Linked DNA regions of Mus musculus: all the other regions are linked to region 1. A link is a contact called in public HiChIP or PLAC-seq data. All regions are on one chromosome and are shown on one strand. The core of a region is the stretch at or near the end of the contact, and the rest is flanking DNA. Distances in the headings are between cores, read along the strand shown. Region 1 holds the start of Ebf1 (early B cell factor 1). Region 2 overlaps Ebf1 (early B cell factor 1). Region 3 has its middle 18 kb from the start of Gm51859. Region 4 overlaps Ebf1 (early B cell factor 1).

Region 1 (3,512 bases), core at 214-2,713:
GCTGAAGACTGAGTCTAGAATGCCCATTCCCTTGCGGTCTACTAAAGTCGTATTGGTTGGGGCTTTAGGTTTCTCTACCTCTCCTGACACGGAGATAATGTCTTCCGAGTGCCCTCAAGTCTCGATCTCGCGCACATAAAGTTCATCCCGCCACCCTTGTTTCAGAGTGAAGAGCTGGACACCTGGGATGGGCATCCTGCCTTTTCTGCCTGGTCAGTCCTTTTTTCCTCCACGTTTGCCCCCGAAGTCCCAGGACAGGCAAGCAAGGGACTAGGCGTCTGCCCAAAGAGAACGCAGTCAGTACGCCTCCGTCGCGCTCAGGGCTCGGAAGGGATGCTTAAGAACTGCCATGGTGCATACCCCTTCGACTCAGGATACCTCCATCTCCTTCCCTCTGCCCCCTCTCTCGCTCTCTAAGGCCACGCTCCTTCCAGTTTAGACGCTAGAGCTCAGAGATCCCTTGCTCGCCACTTTGCCGGGAACTTTGGCGGCTCCCCTGCGCCACAAGGAGAAGGATGTTAATGAGGGAGTGTGGCCAGGCTCTGTGAACAAGCCAGCTCGGGAGCTGCGATTGGCTGTGATAAGGCGGAAGGATGACGTTATGCAAAGAAGGGGCGTGTCTAGGCTGCGAGGGCCCCGCCTCCTTCCCTTTGGGGTTAGTGTGCCTGTGTTTAGCTCTGGGGAGAGTCAAACTGGATTCCACAGGGAGAGCCTGCAAATCACTTCTATTTTAGCAAGGAGAAAACAGAATCTCCATCCAGCAGGGTCCACCCCTCTCTTTCTCCCTCTCCTCTCTTTTTCTATCTCTTTCCCTCCCCCCTTCCTCTTTCCCTCTCTCTCCCCTTCCCCCCCCCCCCTCCGGTGTATCTGTCTACAGCAACCAGCGTCCTCATCTACACGCACGGAAAGGAAAGAAACATCTTTGGTTGAGAGAGGAGGAGGAAAAAAGAGAGAGAAAAAAACTTGCCTGGTTGTGGAAAATGACACTTCAAGTAGCCAAGCCGGCTTCGAGAGTCGTATCTATTGTTTCTTAAATTGTCATCAGGGTGGTTTTTTTTCTTCCTGCTTCTTCAAGTGAAGGTACCGCTACAAAAGGAAACTCCAGCCCCTCCTGTTCTCCAACGGCCTGTGATTACTACAAAAAGAAAAAAAAAAAGGCAAAAAAAAAAAAAAAAGCAAAAAAAAAAAAAAAAAAAAAAAAAAAAAAGGAAAAAAAAAGCACCCAAACTCAAAACCAACCAACCAAACAACCCCCAACAGCCAGGCATATATCTCTGTTTTTTCTTAATTTTGGTCTTTTCGTTGGATTTTCCCTTTCTTTTTTTTTCCCCTCGCCCCCCTCCTTGTTATCGCTCAGTTTTGAGCGAAGGTTTACATTTTTAAAAATTTTGCTTTTCAGCCCGCCTTGATGTAGCGCGAGTCTCATCGACTCAAAAAAAAAAAAAAAAATCTGTGGTTGGCGTTTTTTTTTTTTTTTCCTTTTTTTTTTTTTCAAATATTTTCAAAGGGGAGGAGATTTTTCCACAAGAAAAGGTTGTTTTCATGTTTGGGATCCAGGAAAGCATCCAACGGAGTGGAAGCAGTATGAAGGAAGAGCCGCTGGGCAGCGGCATGAACGCGGTGCGGACGTGGATGCAGGGCGCCGGGGTGCTGGACGCCAACACAGCGGCGCAGAGGTGGGTACCGCTGGGGGACCGTGGAGGAGAGGCCACCGGCTAGCGGGAGAGCCCGGAGACGGCGGCGCGGCTACCCGGGGCCTGGCCACGCGAGTGCGTCTGCCGCTGCGCTGCGCTCGCCGCCCGAGCTCCGCGCTCCTCGGCTGCGCAGCACTCGTCGCCGGGTGGCCAGAGATCAGCGAGCTGCTGGAGGGAGCCGAGCCCAAGCTTTGCCGGCACTTTCCGCAGCCCCATCTGCGAGTGTTTTCGTTTTGTTTTAACCCAGAAGAGGCGTCTCTGCAGCTCGGTGTTGGATAGCTGCGCTTTTCTGACCGCTTGTTTTCTTTTCTGTGTGGTTATATTTTTCCCTTTTCCTCTCCTTCTCTTCGCTTCCTTTCCCCTTTATTTCGCTTCAGTTCTTTCCTTTTTCTTCTTCCCTCTTTTCTTTTTTCCTACTTAATTTTCTTCTCTCCCCCTTTCTTCCTTTCTATTTTCTACCTTCTTTAATTCTTTCCTTTCCCCCTATCTTTCCTTTCCCTTTTCTACCTTCTTTAATTTTTTCTTGTCCTTCTCCACTCTTTTCCCCCCTTCTTTCTCAGTTTCACTCTTCGTTTTTCTCTTCTCTTTCCTCACCTGGCTCTCTCCCCCGTTTCTCTCTCTCTCTCTCTCTCTCTCTCTCCATTTTTCTTCTTGGAGTCTCCTCTTATTTCTCCTATCTGGTTCTTTACTCTCTCCTCTCTCCACTTCTTAGCCTTCAGTTTTTCTCAGTCTGCCTGTAGAATAGTGATTTCCAACTTTAATTTTCACATCTCCTAAAAGCCACCCTCATCCACTGTCACCTTGGCCTTCCCCAGTCCCTCTCCCACTCTCCAGATCCTACACTGAGTGATTTGGAGGCCATGCTCTTGGAGACCAACTTGAGGAACTTCCCTGGACACACCCAGTGCCCTGTCCAGGGGCTCCTAGTCCCAAGTGAGAAATGGTACCTTGCCCTTTTCATTGCTGGCCACCACCTGGGCTTCGGGGAAAACTTTGTGGGCCCAGGCTCCATTAGACATAAAGGGTGCAGAAGGGGAATGGGGAGTAGTTCCATCTTTCCATTTTTGGGGGGAAGGGCTAGGGACAACTGTCCTATACTGTTTCCATCCCCATGAGCACAGGGTTGGGAGTGGTTGGTAGTGAGAGTGAATTGGGTAACTAGGCTAGAAGCGAAAGTGTGTGTGTGTGTGTGTGTGTGTGTGTGTGTGTGTGTGTGTGTGTGTGTTGTCCGATAGTGTCCGGCAGTTTGGGCTGTCATTGTGGTGCCCCCGGGCATCCTATTCTCCAGTCCCCCGCGGATCTTCTCAGCCAAGAAGCCTTGGCCCTTTGGGTTTCTGGAATGTGTGAGGAGGATTTCTCAGAATGGCAAAACTTTGGCAAGACAGGTCTTTTATTTAAAAAAAAAATTAACCAAACAACAACAGTCACTTACAACAGTAAAACAAGACGCCCCAGTTCTCTTTCCCATGGCGATCGATCATTTCTAATAGCCGCGAGTCCCAATCAGGGACCCTTCTCCGCTTGCTTGCCGTTTGTGTAGAAAATTAGCGTGCTGAGGTCGGGTACCATCAGCTGGCCGAGGCTAGGGAGTTTCCTGGAGGGTGGCTGAGGCAGCGAACAACCTAGCATGCCTTCATGCATTTCCACCTGCCCACTTACTTGCGAGATTTGGAGGCGTAGTCGGAGCCTATTCCCACGCCCTGGCCTTCGAAGTAGTAAATTGCGCACTTTCTCTTTAACCCCGTCTCATTTCACCCACGGTCACGTTTCCTCTCCACGCAGCGCGTTTCAAGTGGAGTAAAGATTGTAGCGTTTCAT
Region 2 (3,287 bases), core at 751-3,250, 360 kb after region 1:
GAGAGTGCAGCCTGAAAGTTCAGATTGGACCAATTAGAACCTAGTCCTCAGTCACTTGTTAGCCATGTGACCTGTGTCGAAAGCCTTCCTAACCTGTACTTGCCTCAGTTTCCCCATTTGTCGTGTGGAAGCAGTGATACTTCCTGCTTTCTCCTGTCCCTTAGCACATAAGGTTACAAACACCCTGGTTTTTATGTTAGTTGAATACAAGTGAGAGCAGAAAACCCCCATCCCCTGAGCAATTAAATATATGCTCTACCACCTGTGCCTCAGTTTTTCCATCTACAAACTGGGGATAGCAGAATTACAGAAGGATGGAAATAGGAGCCAAGTCTCGTTAAATGGTTGAGATCTAGCTAAGCCCAACAGTATTTTCATTTTTGCTTTTTTTTTTTTTTAAATAAGGATAGGAGAGAAATCAGAGTATAAGGTAGAGTTTTGTTTACTTATACTTAAAGGCATTTTTATGTTGCACATTAAATTTTAAACTTTTGGATACCTAACTCAGGCACATGCCACTTTGTCCCCAGGGGACTTGGGGTGAACCACTGAACCTTTTCTTCCTGGATTTGGGAGGGGCAATCAGGGACACAATGGCTATGTGTGTGTTAAGGAAACACTGCAGCTCGCTTCCAGCTCCTCCAACTATGGAAGGACTGTGGCCAGAAGAGCCCACCCCAGGAAGCTCTCCCTGTGACTCAGGGCAGACTGGCTGTCCTCTTGGCTCTAAGTGTTAAGGTGGAGCAAGGGTTCAAGGGCAGGGTCAGGAAGTGGCGGATGGAGCCAACACAAGGTATTCCTGTGGACTTGAGAGAGATTTATACTCCTACTCTCCATTGTTAGGGCCTTAGGAAGGGCCTCTGCCTTCCTCAGACTCTTGGCCAGTGTTTGTCAAACAGGGGTGCTTCAGTGAACTGCGGACCACACACCTTAAAAAACAAACCCCACTTTATTAAACCCATGTGTTTGTGAATAGACAAAGCTAGATTCATACAACCACCCACATATTCTGTCAAATGAAACTGCTCCAAAGACCACGCAGACAGCTTTCCATAATAATATGCCTTTGTGTATAGGCTTGCACTTTTTCAAACGAGGAGGACTTGCTTTGTTTTACTGGATCCCCTCTTGTGAAAGGAGTTGGGAAAACAGACATAGTTTCCTCATCTTCCCCACTTACCAAACAGGGAAAGAGGAGGGAACAGACTCTCTGTAAATCATTTCATCTCTGAGAGGCACTGTAATTACACTAACCCTCTCTGGTTAGGGCTTTTATTTCTTTCATTTGCACACAGAGAAGAGCAGGCCAAGGCCCTTAAAACATACATAGTATTCTATCCTGTCTCCCTGACGAATGAACCTTTTTCTCTGTGTCCATATAACTTTGGGAAATTCTCCGACAGGAGCAACCTGACTTTGGGGGTCCAGCTTGAGTTCTTATATAGGAGAGGTGGGGAGGGGGATGAGGTCTCTGGCCAATGAAGCTGAGATGCTAATTGCTTCAGTGATTCAACACAAACTTTGAGCAAAGAGCTCCCTCTGCTTTGAACTCCTTAAGTAGTGTCTCCATTTGTGTGTGTGTGTGTGTGTGTGTGTGTGTGTGTGTGTGTGTGTGTGAAGTTTTTGATAGCTTGCTACCCATCTTTATCCGCAGCCTGTGAGCTTTATTTCACAGGCAGTGCAAGCAGGCCTTGAGCCTAGCCCAGCATCCTGCACATGGGCTATATGACTCTTGCGAAGCCAGGATTGTGTGTTTCACGCCTATTGCAAGTCTAGCTCTGCTTGATGGCGTCGCTGCAGAGCAGAGAGGCCAAGTGAGCCAGCATGCCAGCCAGATACACAAGGAGCTTGGAAGGCAAACCCAGGCCTTGTGCATGGAAGTCTGAAGCCTCAGGTTCCTCCTCTGTGGGACAGCTGTTTCACAGTGCTGCTAGGAACTAAGGAGATAATGCATGCAAAGAGAAGCTCCAGGCAGCTGGGGAGTCTCCAGTAAGTGGGGACACTAATCTCTGCATGACATACATCTCACATTCCACAGGAGAGGCATTTAGGCTGAGTCCCTGGAGGAGATCTGTCTGCTGACTTGCTATGGCATCAGTGCCAGCAAGTGAGAAAGCTCAAACTTGAACTTGGGTCTATGAGTTCAAACCCCTCCCTGTGTCCAGTATGTTAACATTCCACTGTTCCTTCAGATCTGGTTATTCAAAACTCAAATACTTCTGCCTGAAGGCTATTGCCTCCTGCTTCCTCTCCCTCATCAGCATCTTCTGCCCATCCCCCTCGGATTCTCAGTAGCTTTTCTTTCTTCCTTCATTGAGAGAGGCTGGTGAGGAAATCTGTACCAAGCAAATACTGTTTGATTACAAGATCCAGCCTCCCTTATAGAGAAAATCAAGCAGTTTGGGAAAAGCAACAAAGGCCACATTTGTGTATTTTGCTTTATGGAGCTGAAAATATCTGGCAAATTGATCCAGCGGGAGTCATAAATACACATTACTTTATCTTGTTCTTCGTGTCCTATACCCCAGAGCCTTGATAGAACAACACCACTTAATAGACTTAAGAAAGAGTAATTACACTCATTGCTTGTGTGATTTTTCAGCCCTCCCAGCCCTGCCTGACCTTCTAATTTAGCTCACCGTGTCTAACTAATGCATTTATATTCATCTTTTATGAAGCATGGATAGTACAGGATTGACTGTACAGTCTTGCTCAAACTGTCTGCCCAGGTTCTCCTCTGGTTGGTAGTGAAGGGAGTAGGGGCCATCCATCTCCATACATTTGCATGGATAGACAGCCATAGACATGGCTGCCGGCATTTTTCATCCCGTATGAAACATGATAAAAAGTATTTATTACATTTTTTCCTTTAAAGCTTTTATATATTCTAGCATTATTTACAGCTAAACATGCAGGCAAAAGATGTGAGTGTTTTTAAAATCATTACTGTTAATGTCTCAGCTTGTCAGAAGCGCTTAAATTTCCCTGCACTTTGTCTAAAAACTTGGTACCGTTGCCTTTTAAGAACAACACACTGAAAGGATCTTGCAAGTCAGATCTGCAAACACTGCTGACAGTCTGTGATGGATGATATTGCAAAATTTGCAAGATGTTTGTCATTTCACACAGCCGACATATTAAGGAATGGATTAAGAAACTCAAAACCCCTATGGGAAACAGTCATTCCCCCCACCAAAACCCCAGCCAAACCTCGAACCCCCCTAGAGCACACCAGAATCTCTCACTCGGCTATCTCTCCCAACTTCCCACTCAGCCATTGGATCCTG
Region 3 (3,527 bases), core at 515-3,014, 450 kb after region 1:
TGTACTTTATAAACATTGGTAATATGTGCACTGTTTTGTTAAAAAAAAAGAATGACTTTCCAGCTCTGTGTTTGCAAAGAGCTCATCACAGAGGGGAAGTTCAGGGACCTGGATGGGGAGAGGAGTCACTGGACAAGGGGTTGGAGGGGTAGGTGAGGGATACAGAAATCCATTTTAATTGCAATTTGAAACTACCATGTTGACCTCGCAAAGCACAGGCATGGTCTTCTGTCATCAGAGCCTCCATTAGTCACAAGTGGGCCTGGAAAGAAAGGAAATTTCTTTCCAATTATTTCCTAGCACACCAGGGGGATCTTCTCTCCTCCTCTGGAATCTTCTGCTAAGGTTACAGAGTTTACGGTTCCCATCATGCATGTGTACAGTATCTATTTCATTTAATTCGCTATTAACACTTCCAGTTTCACTCGCTGCAACACAGCTGGATAAAAAGAATTGAAATCAACCGGCTAGGCTGGAATTGGAATGTGGCTGTTAGCAGTTTTATTTGCAAACCCACCCCACTCTCACCTACCTTGTGTCATGCCGTAAATTCCACTCAGCACACAATTATTAAACGCAACTTTATGATGCACAATTACCATGCTTTCCCCAGAATCCGTTCTCTATTCTGGTTTTGCTGTACTTGAGCTGTGCATAAAACAGCCTTGTTTAAAAGAAATTAAATGATAATTTCTACTTTTTATAATTTTTTTAGAGGGAGGAGGGATTGAGATAGGGCCTCCAGTAGCCCAGGCTACCTCAGACTTTTTCATGTAGTCCAGAATAGCCTTGAGCTCCTGACTTTCCTACCATCTCACCAGTGCTAAGATTACAGGCATGGACCACCATGCAAGGTTCATGCAGTGCCTGGGACTGAGCTCCTGGCTTTGGACATGCTACGTAAGCACCCTACCAACTAAGCTCCAACCCAAGCCCAGAAAAAATTAATCTATATACCTCTCTTTTAAAATCCAGATTTGATTATTAAAAATCTAAAATTCAAGTGCAGAAGTTAGCAACATTTTCTTGCATTGGACTTCTAAGGTGCTGAAACTCCATTATCATCAAAGTGTTTTCAGAGGCTCACCTGAGGCAGTCCAACAAAAGAAAGAAGCCTATCTGAGATGTTCTACAGGGACAAAAACATAGAAATCCACACAAATATTTTTAAGGCATGTATACTTTTCACATCATGTGTGCCTCTGTCTATACAAAAACCAAATTCCCATTTCTCTAGGGACATTGGTTTTCTTTGCTAAGGCCTCAGCCTGCAAATGCCACCCCCACCCCCCACAAAAAAGGAGAGAGAGAGAGAGAGAGAGAGAGAGAGAGAGAGAGAGAGAGAGAGAGAGAGAGAGAGAGAGAGAGATCAAGCCATGACATGTCATCTAGTGTGACTTTCCAATTCAGGTCCTGAGGTTGTCTGATTCTAGCAACTTGGCCTAGGTGTTCATTTTTTTTCATTCTGGTGCACAAGATAGATTTCTCCTGGTCTGGCTCTGACTCTCCTTCACTCAACTCTATCCACCTTTTAACAAACATTTTAGACCACTCCGGTAGTTTAAATTTGAAGTGTCCATGTATTTGAAGCCATGTATTTGAAGACTTGGTCCTGGTGGTGGTCCTTAGCTGGTGGTGCTGTTTATTGGAATGTTTTTGGCATTTCTAGGAGGTGGAGTCTTGCTGGAGGAAATAATCCTACTCCCCCCCCCCCCCCGGGAGGGTGTGGTTTTCAGGGTTTAAAGCCAGACACACTTCTGTTTTTTCTCTCTTTTTCTGTGTGCAGTTGTGATCACCCTTCAGCTTGTTTCTTGTTCTTGCTTCCTTTCGTTGCCACCCAGCTGGCATGTCTCCCCCCACTGTGATGGATTCTGTCCCCAATTGTAAGCTAATATCTATTTCTTCACTACCTTGCTTGTTTGGGGATACTTTATCACAGCAACAGGGTAGTAACCAATACAGGCTTACCTCTGACAAATCTCTTTGTCCTAATGAAGCTACCCGATCAAAGATTTCACTTCCTCTCTTTAAAGAAAAGGTATCTACCACCAAGCTTCCAAATGAAGCTTGTATTTGCTTTTTATAAATTAAAACTGGAATAACAGGAGTGATGAGCTGACTCAGCAGTTAAGAGCACTGGGTGTTCTTGCAGAAGACCCAGATTCAGTATCTAGCACCTAGATGGTTGGCTCACAACATCTATAAGTCTTCTCCCAGGGGATACAGCACCTTCTTTGGGCTTCTGCAGGTACAACAAATTCTGGTGCACAGACATACCTTCAGACAAATACACATATACATAAAATAAACACAATCTTATGAAATTTAAAAACTGGCATAACATGATGTTTATTTATAATGATCACATCTCAAATGGGTTGAAAATCCTCTCATTTTTTTCACAGGTTTTCACATTACCAATTAGTTTAACCAGGTATTGTCTCCTGGCTTCTTCTGTCAGACTAGACATGTTGTTGAGATCCCATCCATAGAGAGAATCGTTTCTCCCATATCTAACTGATGATTCCAATTTGAACCTAGTTCTATTTTGCACAGACTGAAAAAGAACTTCTGCCACTGTTCAACTGCTCATGCAGGACTACAATTGTCAAAACACACAGCATCCTATTGCTATCCCAAACTCTTAGAATCAAGGGTCACAGAAATATTGTTTAGAGGTCTTGTACCCTGCGTTGGTGGCAAAATGTCTTGTGCAAATCTTTAAATGCATAGTTGATGCCGGGGCCACACAAAGTTCTCTTTTTGTTAGGGCAGAGACCTTCATGCTTGGTACTTTCCCTTTCCTTGGCAGGAGGGAGAGATGAAGAGTGAGGAGTAGGGGGTAAATTGGGGCGGAACCCAAACCCCATTTTGAAATGGATGAGAGTTGAATACTCCCAAAATTCCAACAAGATTACACACATAAAGAAATCTCATCTGGTAAATATTACATTCTGTTTTTGTCTTTGCTTTAGTTTTTACACAACTTGACAGTTTATGGTACTGTGCCACATTTCAGAGTTAAGGTTTACAAACATCTGGCTGTGGGCAGCATTCCATTCTTCATGGCCCCCAGTGTCTCTGGGATAAAGCATTTGCAACATACCATCTGAGGTGGAAAACATCAGCTTTCCTAGAGAACAATGGGGGTACACAAGGCATACTAAACTTTTCTGGGCTCTTCTGGGGAGGGCCCGGGGCATTGCACAATTAACCCAATGACTTCTAACAGATGAACTTTGGAGAGCCAGGAATCATTGGGTTCGCTGGCTGAGTGGCCAGTTAGTTGGCAGGATCCTTTTATATTCTTGGGGAAGGGAAGATTTCCCCAAGTAATTGTCAGAGCCAGGCAATAATGCCAATGTCTCAGTCACTTCCATCACGCTGCAGTGTCCAGGCATTTAAGAGAAAGAATGTCTTCTCTTAAGAGAGTTCAAGTAAGAGTGGATAACAACACTGGTCGCGTGAAAGCATGTAGAACATTTATTAAGAGTTACCAGCATCTATGTACATTTCATCATTGTTAT
Region 4 (3,282 bases), core at 461-2,960, 330 kb after region 1:
AAAGTGCTACAGATGTTTAGCCAACTCAGAAGTTTCAGGAATATCTGATTTCTTACACTTTGCTTCCAAATGTTTATCCACACTATTCCATGTAGAACTTTAGGTGATCTGTTACTAAACCCTGGTTTGGGAACCTGGGTTTTTGGGTTCACTTCTGCAGATGAAATGTGTACCAAAGTCCTTCATAAGTCTCCCCCCACCATCCTCCACAGATCCCTGCCCATCATTGGCCTGCACAGCTGTCCAGTACTGGTCTTTCCCCTCCCCTAAGCATTGAACTGGGTCCCTTATGGGTCTCAGCACTTTAAAATAAATGTCTATAGAAATTTCAAGTCTATCATGTATCTATCAAAATCCTCTGAGATCCCTGCTCTTCTCTTTGCTTTTAGGTATCTGTTTGACTGAGCCCAATAATAGTTGACAGTAAAGTGAATTTCCCCAAAATATAAACAACTCTGTTATTTTCTTGAGTTTCATTCTTTGCCATTTATTGAATGCCAACATATGCCAAGCATGGCCACCCAGCGTAACAAACAGTAAAGGTGAGACAGAGAGGCTGTGTTGTCAGTACAACACAAATTTAAGTGATGTGGCACACTGCGGTGGTAGTCTTTGTAGATGCCTGGAGTTAGATGGTTCAGTCTAAGATTCCAGGGAACCAGTCCAATGGAAGGCTGCTTACCCTATAGGTTGAGAGTTGAGAGTGGAAAGGATTGGATTGAGTCTGATTTTTCTGATTTCTCTCTAATTATTGAGGTCCATCCTCTTTAAACGGGCACTAAGCAGGCGTTCTAACATAACCAATACATTTGTTTATCCAAAAAGTATATATAGTAAGAAGTTAGGAGAAAAATTCCATTCCACCCATTCACCCCCTCATCATTATCTCTTGTCAAAAAAAAAAAAACCAAAAAAACCAAAAAAACTGTTCTTCTTCAGGATTTCAGAAGCCACAGGCTGTAACTCCAAGGTCAGTGTCTGCACTCATCCCAGCTCCCTTCTCCCTTTCATCCCCACAAGAGGTTTGAGGATAGTTGGGTATTTTTCTTTTTATTCTCTTAAGATGGAAAATCCTGAAGATTGACTCAATATTGAGTAAGAAAGAATATTTGAAACTAAAATTCCGTGCACACAAGTGAATGCAGTCTCCTTTCTTCATCCACATCTTCCACGCATTTTTGGTTTTGTAGAGAGCAATGAGGTACTTGGAGCAGTGAGTCAAATATTTCCTGCTCCTTGGCAGGTAGGGCTGACATTTTTGATCTGATGTGACGGGTTTAGAAATGAGCCTAGTGGACATGGGTGGCATAGGTTTAGAAGGCTTTTGCGGGGCCTGTTTTGAAAGGATATATTGAACCAAAAGAAAAGAATACTCCATTTAACCACGTGCTTTCTTCTCAGTCTGCATAGCAGAGAGTTTCAGACCCTTGATGTTTCTGAGTATTTTGCAACAAGGCCCTCCTCTTCTCTTGCTACCATACAGCTTTGTGTACAGGTGACTACTGTGGACAGCCAATGCAGAACTCAATGGAAGTCGTTGCCTGATGGGACGGCTAATGTGGTTGCAGAAGGAAGCAAACGGCCTTTCAGCAATCCCACATAGTTACTGATATTCGCATGGGGGAAAGCCAGCGTTTCTGTGTGAACAGAGGAAATTGCCTCATGTTAATCCCTGTGCCTTCAAAAGACATTTGGGATGTGGGACTCCTGCTAGGGTTTCATGCAGTAATATATAAAATATGCACTTGACCAAGAGCTTGCAGTTTTGACTAATGGGATTATTAGCCAATGAGTAATATGCTAAGTTTGCCAAGTCTAAGTTTATGGCTGGACCTTTGAAAGCCAGAACTCCATGTTCCGATAGTCAGAGGCATTCTAGTCTTGCAAGTTCAACCCTAATTAGAAAAAAAATACTAGGGAGTTATTATTTTTGATCAGAAAACTTGAAGTAGTGAGGGTCTTTTTGTTTATTTGTTTATTTTAAAGACTACAAATGCTAATATTTTGGAAGGATTCTTAGGGCATGTTAGGGAGTAAACCTTTTTGGAAGTAGAACATTTGAGAAGGGTCGGTGGTATAATTGAATAATGTAATTTGATCAAAAGAGAAACAACTTTGATGAAGTAGTTTATTACTTGCATAATTTTTCTTACCAAACAGAGTGCACAGCTACCAAGGCAGAGGACAAATTAAGGAGACACAATATCCAATCCAAGTTTGGCACACGAGAGAAAACACCTGGCTGACTGATTTCATTGTTTGCTTTCCAGCTAGTGTGCTTGGTGTGGTAGAGACACTTTGTGGGTTTCCTGTCTTTAACAGGCTAGTCGCCACAGATGACTACCTTGGAAAAAACATGATCTAACACCGAGATGACAGCCAGGTCTCAGCAGAAGGATACAATTTCTTTTATATATATATATATATATATATTCTATGCACATATATGTATATATGTTTATACATGTACACACACACACATATATATTCATATATATTGACAATTCTGTAATTCTGTTGCTTTGTTCTATTTTTAGCTGTGTGTTTAAATAATTTCAGGAATAATTGTTTTTAATTGTCTTTCGTTGTAGGCAGCACAGTTGAGAGTAAAATGAAGAGCTCATGAGGTCATGCAGCCTTTTCTTATTCACACACATTCTGCTACGTATGTGTGAGGGTTATCAGCATCTACCCCAGTTTCATTCACCATTTTCCCTCTGGCCTTCATGAAGTTTGCTTTCTTCTCTACAGACACAGACTAGCTCAGTTCAATGGTGTTACTCTGCTGTTAGACTGCTTACATCATGTTTAGATTTTTTTTTTAAAGACTATGTCTCTCTACCATGGTTCATGAGTTCCATTTTTGGGAGGCATTGATCCTAAATCTTGTGCTTTATTTTTCTCATGGCATTGAGTGGGTAGAAACAAACTCTAGTTCCTAATTCACTTTAAAGAACATGACCCCCCCCCCACTTTGTTCCTATTTTCTTGTTAAAACTAAATTGTGTGCAATTTGTAGGAAATTGAAACCACATTTTTTTCACTTTTAACTTTCCAAAATTAAAATTTATGGGGGGGGGGAAGCAATAAAGTGCTTACGAAATGGTCATCTATAATTATCTTCGTGGGTTGCACACATTTGAGGAAAATGACTTGGAGACCCTATCAAGGTTTTACAACCGCAGGACACTGGGCTTCTCACCAATCTCCCAGTCTCCCAGTCTCCCAGTCTCCCAGTCTCCCAGTCTCCCAGTCTCCCAGTCTCCCAGTCTCCCAGTCTCC

Evidence for each region. HiChIP or PLAC-seq counts read pairs in DNA pulled down with a chosen protein or histone mark.
Region 2: an H3K4me3 HiChIP or PLAC-seq map of stem cell-derived neural progenitor cells shows a contact between it and region 1, with 40 read pairs. The contact joins the enhancer-like site here to the promoter of Ebf1 in region 1. A contact is called at or near these places in 3 of 39 promoter capture datasets (cranial neural crest, embryonic stem cells and liver), 1 of 15 datasets of contacts at CTCF or cohesin (the NIH/3T3 cell line), 20 of 115 datasets of contacts at active chromatin or transcription factors (the 230-238 cell line, bone marrow-derived macrophages, craniofacial prominence and 14 more) and 3 of 9 other capture datasets (adipose tissue, embryonic trunk and pancreatic islet).
Region 3: an H3K4me3 HiChIP or PLAC-seq map of pro-B cells shows a contact between it and region 1, with 3 times the contacts expected there. The contact joins the enhancer-like site here to the promoter of Ebf1 in region 1. A contact is called at or near these places in 10 of 39 promoter capture datasets (the 3T3-L1 cell line, the C10 cell line, frontonasal cranial neural crest and 4 more), 3 of 15 datasets of contacts at CTCF or cohesin (embryonic stem cells, large pre-B cells and pro-B cells), 5 of 484 Hi-C or Micro-C datasets (the C2C12 cell line and uterus), 14 of 115 datasets of contacts at active chromatin or transcription factors (the 230-238 cell line, craniofacial prominence, embryonic basal ganglia and 10 more) and 5 of 9 other capture datasets (adipose tissue, embryonic stem cells, embryonic trunk and 2 more).
Region 4: an H3K4me3 HiChIP or PLAC-seq map of pro-B cells shows a contact between it and region 1, with 5 times the contacts expected there. The contact joins the enhancer-like site here to the promoter of Ebf1 in region 1. A contact is called at or near these places in 10 of 39 promoter capture datasets (the 3T3-L1 cell line, 3T3-L1-derived adipocytes, the C10 cell line and 6 more), 3 of 15 datasets of contacts at CTCF or cohesin (the NIH/3T3 cell line, large pre-B cells and pro-B cells), 15 of 484 Hi-C or Micro-C datasets (B cells, the C2C12 cell line, CD4 T cells and 8 more), 22 of 115 datasets of contacts at active chromatin or transcription factors (the 230-238 cell line, the NIH/3T3 cell line, Th17 cells and 16 more) and 3 of 9 other capture datasets (adipose tissue, liver and pancreatic islet).

The regions. Positions count from the first base shown.
Region 1 is chr11:44,616,637-44,620,148 of GRCm38.p6, forward strand. It overlaps Ebf1 (early B cell factor 1), which reads left to right and starts at 1,464. Exons shown (of 16, transcript NM_007897.3): 1 at 1,464-1,676. The coding sequence starts at 1,543.
Region 2 is chr11:44,974,666-44,977,952 of GRCm38.p6, forward strand. The region is part of intron 11 of Ebf1 (early B cell factor 1); the gene reads left to right. Among named protein-coding and RNA genes, the nearest start is that of Gm51859, 110 kb to the right of the region's middle. Within about 2 kb of position 2,001, at least 27 of the 459 cell types and tissues checked have an H3K27ac peak or open chromatin away from gene starts, as enhancers often do.
Region 3 is chr11:45,068,372-45,071,898 of GRCm38.p6, forward strand. No RefSeq gene overlaps it. Among named protein-coding and RNA genes, the nearest start is that of Gm51859, 18 kb to the right of the region's middle. Within about 2 kb of position 1,765, at least 21 of the 459 cell types and tissues checked have an H3K27ac peak or open chromatin away from gene starts, as enhancers often do. A contact at or near this core is called in adipose tissue and pro-B cells, where this site is marked.
Region 4 is chr11:44,947,036-44,950,317 of GRCm38.p6, forward strand. All of the region lies in intron 10 of Ebf1 (early B cell factor 1), which reads left to right. Among named protein-coding and RNA genes, the nearest start is that of Gm51859, 140 kb to the right of the region's middle. Within about 2 kb of position 1,711, at least 53 of the 459 cell types and tissues checked have an H3K27ac peak or open chromatin away from gene starts, as enhancers often do. A contact at or near this core is called in the C2C12 cell line, the NIH/3T3 cell line, adipose tissue and 6 more, where this site is marked.